Regions from separate parts of the Anser cygnoides genome. Here region 1 is linked to region 2. The links are chromatin contacts, called in public Hi-C maps. All regions are on one chromosome and are shown on one strand. Each heading gives the region's core, a stretch centred on a gene start, on an enhancer-like site or on the middle of the called end of the contact. The rest is flanking DNA. Distances are from core to core; before and after follow the strand shown. Region 1 holds the start of LOC106037927 (protein argonaute-1). Region 2 holds the start of TRAPPC3 (trafficking protein particle complex subunit 3).

Evidence for each region. Hi-C and Micro-C count contacts between places; a contact is called where the count stands out from the background.
Region 1: a Hi-C map of liver shows a contact between it and region 2, with 2.0 times the contacts expected there. The contact joins the promoter of LOC106037927 here to the promoter of TRAPPC3 in region 2. A contact is called at or near these places in 2 of 7 Hi-C or Micro-C datasets (both in liver).

The regions. Positions count from the first base shown.
Region 1 is chr24:5,394,936-5,398,505 of Taihu_goose_T2T_genome, reverse strand. It overlaps LOC106037927 (protein argonaute-1), which reads left to right and starts at 1,914. Exons shown (of 19, transcript XM_048052695.2): 1 at 1,914-2,072. The coding sequence starts at 2,048.
Region 2 is chr24:5,254,507-5,257,750 of Taihu_goose_T2T_genome, reverse strand. TRAPPC3 (trafficking protein particle complex subunit 3) reads right to left here and starts at 1,930. Exons shown (of 5, transcript XM_048052729.2): 1 at 1,774-1,930. The coding sequence starts at 1,815.

The DNA.
Region 1 (3,570 bases), core at 665-3,164, 140 kb before region 2:
TCAGGTCTTTCTTGACCACCAACCGACTCAGCTGGTCAGTAAGATGCCTTAACTAGTGGTGGTTTGATTTATGCCATGCCTTGGTGTAAATTCTGCTCAGGTATTCTGTAAGTTTTGGTGTGAATCACAGTGTGCGAACTCTACCTTGTGTTCTCCGCTGCAGGGTCACTGGATTCCCAACTCGGCAGGCTGGATTTGTAAATGCAGGGTTTGACAGATGGCTCCCGAATTGTAGCGGTAACTGGCTTCATTTTGAATTCAGGTGCTTTTATGGAACTCTGCAGGAGCGTTGGCTGTACAGGCAAGGCAGATGGGTGAGTCAATGGCTGTGACTATGGTGTTTTTGAAGGAAATGCCTATCTGATGCAGGTAAGCAGCACCCTGCTGTGGGACGATACACGTTTTTCAGCAGCCGCTGCTGGTTGTGAACGCTAGGTGTTGCAGGCTTCCAGGCTCACGCTTTGCCATGTTCAGCCCCAGCGGCCAGCCGGGTTTCAGCATGCAGACATGCGCAAAAAGCAACCGCACACTAAGTTCTGCTCCCATCACATGAATTGTGGATGTGAGCAGCTCCTGTTCGTGACAGCAGGAGTTCCCCTTGCTTGGTCCTGTTAGTAAGAAGTGAAAACACTTCTTTTTAATACTTTGAATTTTTGCGGCTTTCTTCCATTACCTCATACAATTAAAACTAGGATTAAAAAAAGATCACGTTTTGCATTGTCTTGAAACAATGCTACTGAGGTTTCATACATTACTATAAAGTCATGCCACACAATCAGTGTTTTCACTCTTGTATGCCATTTAGGGAGAGTAAGTCTAACATATATCGTTTAAAATGGGTTGTTCTTGTCTCTATAATTTCACTTGTTCTTAGGTAGAGCAGGACCAAGAAAGGGGGCTGTGAATAGATCACTTGCTAGTGTAACGCCACCACTGTTGTTGGTTTGCCAGCAAGGCTCAGACCAGAGCATCCTTTAAAATAAAAACTGCTAAGAAACGAACACACCCTCCTGTTCTTTATTCTTCAATCCAGCAACAAGAAATGAATCTTTAAAAAAGAAAAACCTCCCCTGCCAAAGGCATCTCGCCATAAACCCACAAGGAGCTAATGACTGCCCTAGCACTGCAGGACCTCAACTACTAAGGAATTTATTCCTTAATTGTGTACTCTATTAGACGGCCTAAGGACAGTGCTGTGAAGCATCGGACAGCTGCGGTGCCTTCCTGCGGAGCACGTTTGGCCTGTGGGTCCTGTGAAATTCCTTGAGGTTGGAGGTTTCAGCCCCTGTCCACCTGTTCCATTTTCTGTTAAATTCTGTTCTCGCAGAAGAGGCTGGCCGCAGAGGACAGCTGCGTAGCCCAGTTTTGTCCTGAGGAGGGGATGAAGACGGAGGGCTCCTGCCCCTGGAGCTGAGCAGGGGCAGCTGATGTTTGTCATGATGTAATGAGACCAGAGATGAAAAACCCATGCAGGAGCAGCGAGTGCTTCGTGCCTGGCTGTGACCACGGAGCCACCAAGGGCCCATGCCTCCTGTAGAGCTGCCACAGGCCATTCCAGCTCAAGAGAACTCATTAATACCATTTTAATTGCTAGCTCTGCGTGGCTCACGGCATACTTAAACCCCCTCTTAGATCCTGGTAACGAGACACACCAAACCATCAGCACGCCCCACTTATCCCAGCGCCTTCCCCATAGCCCAGCACCCCAACACCGCACAGCTCAACCTTCCCGTCCCCGGTGGGGGGACCCCCGCTGTCCCTTCAGGGGGTCTCCGATCCCTTTCCCCGCGTGTGTTTCCCCCCCCCCCCCCCCCCCCCAAACACCCCGCGGGGGGCGGTGGGGCCGGGCCGGGCCGGCCCAAAATGGCGGCGGCGGCGGGGCCGGCGGGCGCCGCCTTTGTTGGGCGCGGGGCCGGGCGGCGGCGCGTGCGCGCTGGGTGGCGGCGTGAGGCGGCGGCGGTGCGGCACCGGCCCCGGCCCCGAGCCCCGGCCTCTGCCCGGCCCTGCCCGCGGCCCCCGGCTCGGAGCGGAGCCCCGCGTGGATGGGATGGAAGCGGGACCCTCGGGAGCAGGTCGGTGGGGAGGCGGAGCCGGGGGGGGGGACGCCGCGGACGGGAGGTGTTGTCCGCGCTCCCCCCTGGGGGCTGCGGGTGCGAGACCGGGGAGCCGGCGAGGGGGCGAGCTGGGGGGCGAGGGGGCTGTGTGGGGCTGCCCAGGGGGTTGTGGGGCTTCCCTGGGGGTTGCGGGGTTGCCCCGGGGCAGTGTGGGCTTGCCCCGGGGGCTATGGGGCAGCCCCGGGGGGTGCCCGCTCCCCACGGAGCAGCAGCACCGTGCGTGTGCGCGCCCCCCACCCCGTCCCTCAGCCCCCCGTCTCCCCCCGTTGCAGCTTTGTGGGGCCGGGGCTGAGCTCCGGAGTCTCCCCCGGTTCCAAGCGGGGGCTCCCGGCCTCCGCCTCGAGCTCCCCGCGGCCCCCCCCCGGGGCTCCCCGGGCTCACGCAGCGGGGCCGTGGCGGTGCCAGATGCTCCGGTGCCAGCCGTGAGCAGCGCAGGCTCCCGCTGCGCCACGGGGCTGGATTTTGGCTATCTCAGCCCGGGAGGGGAGCGATGCGGGGGCCTGGCCTTGCGCGGGGCGGCGTGCCGGCGACTTCGGTGCCCGCCGCAACGTGCTGCGGTTCCGAGACGAAACCCCCGCGTGTTTAAAATCGAGCCGTGTCCTTTTTTTTTTTCTTAACGCGTTTAATTGAAGCCTAGCGTGGAGGTACCTACGCGCCTACGTTACCTTTTGGCCGCCGGAGCGGTGCGTGTGGTGCCGATGTGTTGGCCTCCTGGAGACCGTGATTTGGCGAGCAGCGCGGGGCTGGCACGGCGTGGCCGGGGCGATGGTGCCCCTGCAGCCCGGCTCCGTCTGGGAAACGCCGATAGCACAGCTCACGCCCCGACACGCGCGCTGTCAGCCTTCAGTAATTTTGTTAAGGTGCTTTGAAATCTCTCGGATGGGCTGGGGAGGATGGGGACGTGCCGGGGTTCAGGCCCAGCTGATGTCTCTGCACTGGGGCTGCGCTGCGAACGAAGCCCTGATGCCCCTTTGTTGGGAGTTTGCCCTTTTCTCCCCCAAAATCCGGCTGTGGGAAGCCGGCTTCGTCGAGGCTCTTCTCCCGCACGGGGCTGTAGCGGGACCGCGCCGCCGGGGTCACCCTGCGGGCCAGGAAATGTTTGTCCTGTGTCAGCAGGATGAGCGCCGCGCCGCCCGCCTGCCTTGTGCAGCCCCTTCCCCTGCTGACGGTCTCCTCGGTGTGGTGCGGGCCTTGCGTTTAGGCTTTAATAACGCCGGAGCTGTAACCTGTCAGGATAAGAAAGCTCAGGGGGGAAAAAAAACCACGCTCGGATGTGCTGAACATGAAAATGTCTGGAAAGGCAGCAGAGGGGAACCTGGGAAATTTTCAGATGTACAGGCAGCTGCTGGGGGAGGAACATGCGTGCGGTGGTTTTAAAAGCTAAACTTGGTTTTCCCCCAACTTTTAGTTTTCTTTATCCTTTGCAAACTTCCTAAACGCTGTTAATCTTAACAGT
Region 2 (3,244 bases), core at 681-3,180:
CTCACTTTCTCGGGCGCCACTAAGCCAGACCAGCGGTTACACGGCTGCAAAACAAAGGCTACAACAGGCTTTAGCTTTTCACAGAGCCCAAAACGAGCGTTCAGGAGCAAATAAGCCATCGTCTTTCAGCTGTTATTTCTGCTTTCGGTTTTAGCAATCAGAAACAGTACAGAAAGTCTAAGCTCGGAGTAAAAGCCTCTCACCTACCATGAGATGCATAGATGCAGAAGGTGAAATGAATGGCAAATACCAATACTACAGAATGAAAGCAGCAGGCAGGCAGAAAGGAAGGGAAAAGAGACAACATCAGAGTTAAGTGACAACACTGATCCCACTTCATTCCGAACAAGTTCACACAGAGACAAACAGGAGGGGGAATCACTCCCAAACTGCAACAGTCAACAAAGAGAAACTGGGTTTGTTAGAAGAGACCGGGAATTCCATCTTGTCACTGCTTCATGAGCTCAGCAGCAATCAGCTACCAAAAGACTTTAAGCACCCAAAAAGAACCAGTCGGGCTCCGGCTATTTGTGCTTAATTTTAGATCTAAAGAATTGAAACGTTCATTTTTTTTGTTGTTTGGTTTTTACTTACAATTCAGCCTTCATCTTGAAAAGATTGCTTAAGTTCACGTTACTCAGGAATGACAAGGTGGAAGCCTCCTTTAACTCAGCTGGAAGAGTCAGATATTTAGCAGAGAAATTTAACAAGCATGCAAAGAAGGGCACCTTATTTGAAGGATATAAGTCATTTTAGTAAGGATGGGGCTTGGCAGCTGGAGAGAGTAGGGGTGAGTGGAGGGAGAGATCCAGCTGTTACCAGCCCCAGCTGTTGTCAGTTACTGCACAAAGCCACAAAGCCATTGCTGTCAGCCCCCCCGTGTTAGTGCTGCAATTTAGGAAACTTTCAAGTGTTGTAATACGGAAAATTTCTAAATTCTTACTTGCAACTAACTCTCCAGTCAATCTGGTGGAATTAAAGCGCCTGAGACCTTTGCCTTATTTACATTTTTTACATTGCAGGTCAGTAAGCAGTCTGAGCAGTTTATAAAGGTTCCATGGCTACAGAAGTGCCAGAATCCTAAAGAAAGAGCACGAGTTCCTTAAATACAAACCGCTGCCCCCTGGAGAGCGCTGGCATGGTGGGGATGGGCAGGACCAGCTGCTCAGCACCCACCTGGGGGCTGCCACTGACACCCTTGAGGGAGAACATGCAAAGAGCGGGGAAAGAACAGGTTTAATACTTGCTGTTGAATACAGAAACACAGGATCGCGAGGGTTGGAAAAGACTTTCAGGATCACCTGGTCCAACCACCCCCCCCACCACTAACCATGTCCCCAAGCCCCACGTCCAACCTCTCCTTGAACACCCCCAGGGACGGGGACTCCACCACCTCCCTGGGCAACCCGTCCCAACGCCTGACCGCTCTCTCTGAGGAGAAATGTCTCCTCATTTCCAGCCTGAGCCTCCCCTGGCACAACCTGAGGCCGTTCCCTCTGGTCCTATCCCTGGTTACCTGTGAGAAGAGGCCGACCCCAGCTCCCCACACCTTTCAGCACCCGTACCGAGCAGCAAGGCCCCAGACGGCAGCACTGCACGGCCAATTAACCAAACTGTTCTGCCCCCGAGCTAATTGCTGCCCCCAAGCTAATTACTGCCCGTGCCCTAATTGCCCCAGCCCCGCTCACAGCGCGGCCCCGGGCGGCGGAGGCGGCAGTATTGGAGCTGCCGGGCCCCCACACGGCCCCGCGGCCGGCCGGGCCCCGCCGTTACCATTTTCTTGCTCTCGGTGCCGCGGCCGGCCTGGCGCGACATCCTGCACGGCTCGGCCCGGCCCGGCCCTGCCCGGCCCGCTGCCTCGCCCGGCCGCCCCGCAAAGCACCACGGGATTCGTAGTCCGCGCCGCGCCTCCGTCCGCGCTGAGGGCCGCGCGCGGAACTACAAGTCCCGCAGTGCAACGCGGGAGCGCTGCGCGCACGGAGGTGAGGGGTGGGGAAGGGGGGGCTTCCCGGCATGCCCGATGCGTCACGTGACGGTGAGAAGACTACAAGTCCCGGTGTGCAGCGCGGGTCAGGTGACTCCGCTCCCGGCAGGCGCTGGGGGCGGATGGGAGGGAGGGTGCTGCGCGCCGCTTGGGGGCGCCCACGCGGGGCTTAATTACAGTCATTAAACGCAGAATAATGACTTGTGCGTAGGGTGGTGGGGACACGGCGAGGTGGAGGTGCTGCGGCTCCGTGCCCAACCCCTCCTGCACCGTGAGGTCCCTGCCCTGGGCTGTGTGCCTCCCCCAGGAGGGAATTTACCGCCTTTGGTAGGCGATTGCCGCGGGTGTGCTCAGCTTTTGGGGCTTCCCCGGCCCAAAGTGAGCCAAAATCAGTGAAATACGCATTGCACGTGGTCTAACTCCCCGGATATGCATTCCCTGGTTTGTCTGGTTTTTCCCCATACACACGTTCCCTTGGTCTTTTTCCTCCAGGAGCAGAGGCTTCGTGCGCTGCCCGGGCACGGAGCTGATGGAAAGGGCAACCCAAATGGCAACCCCATTGCGAACCACGGGCAGGGGCTGCCTGGTGCCGAGCTAAACCTCGGCCACCACCTCCCGGTTCGTCCTGTGGGAGCGGTGGCACAGGAAAGCTGCAGAGCAAACATCACCGTGCTGTGTCCCCGCCGTGCTGAGCCGGCTGGGGGCACACAGGGGGGCTGCACAGCGCTGGCACCGTGGCAGCCTCGTCCCTGGGGACATGCGAGCACAATGCTGCAGGGACCCGCGTGCCCTGGGCTGCAAACTATTGGAAACAATCATTATCAGACTACTGCAGCTACTTATTTATCTCCTTCCATCCAGATGCACGTCCATGGAGGCTAAGCCCCGTGGAAGAGCATGGCTGTCCAGAGCTGCTGGAGGTGGGGGAGCAGTGGGATTTTATGGGAACCACCCTATTTTCTTGGCCAAGAGGAACCTGGCAGCAGCAGCTGGGTCAGAGACTTCTCAATATTTCTGCTCTGGCTTCTGCCCCCCAGAGCACGGCTGCTTCCCTTCGTGGCCCTGCTGGGAGCACCCAGGCCCAGCAGCTGGGGGCAGGAGCAGAAGTGGGGCAAGCGGTGCCCCTGAGCATGGAGCCGTGCCGCACAGCCCTGGGCTGCAGCAGGGCCCTCCCGGGGCCGGCTGTGCCTGTTCCTGCTGCGGGGCTGCCCCTGCCACGGGGTGCGTGGGGGTGAGCCGGGAGCCAGAGCACAGATGTGG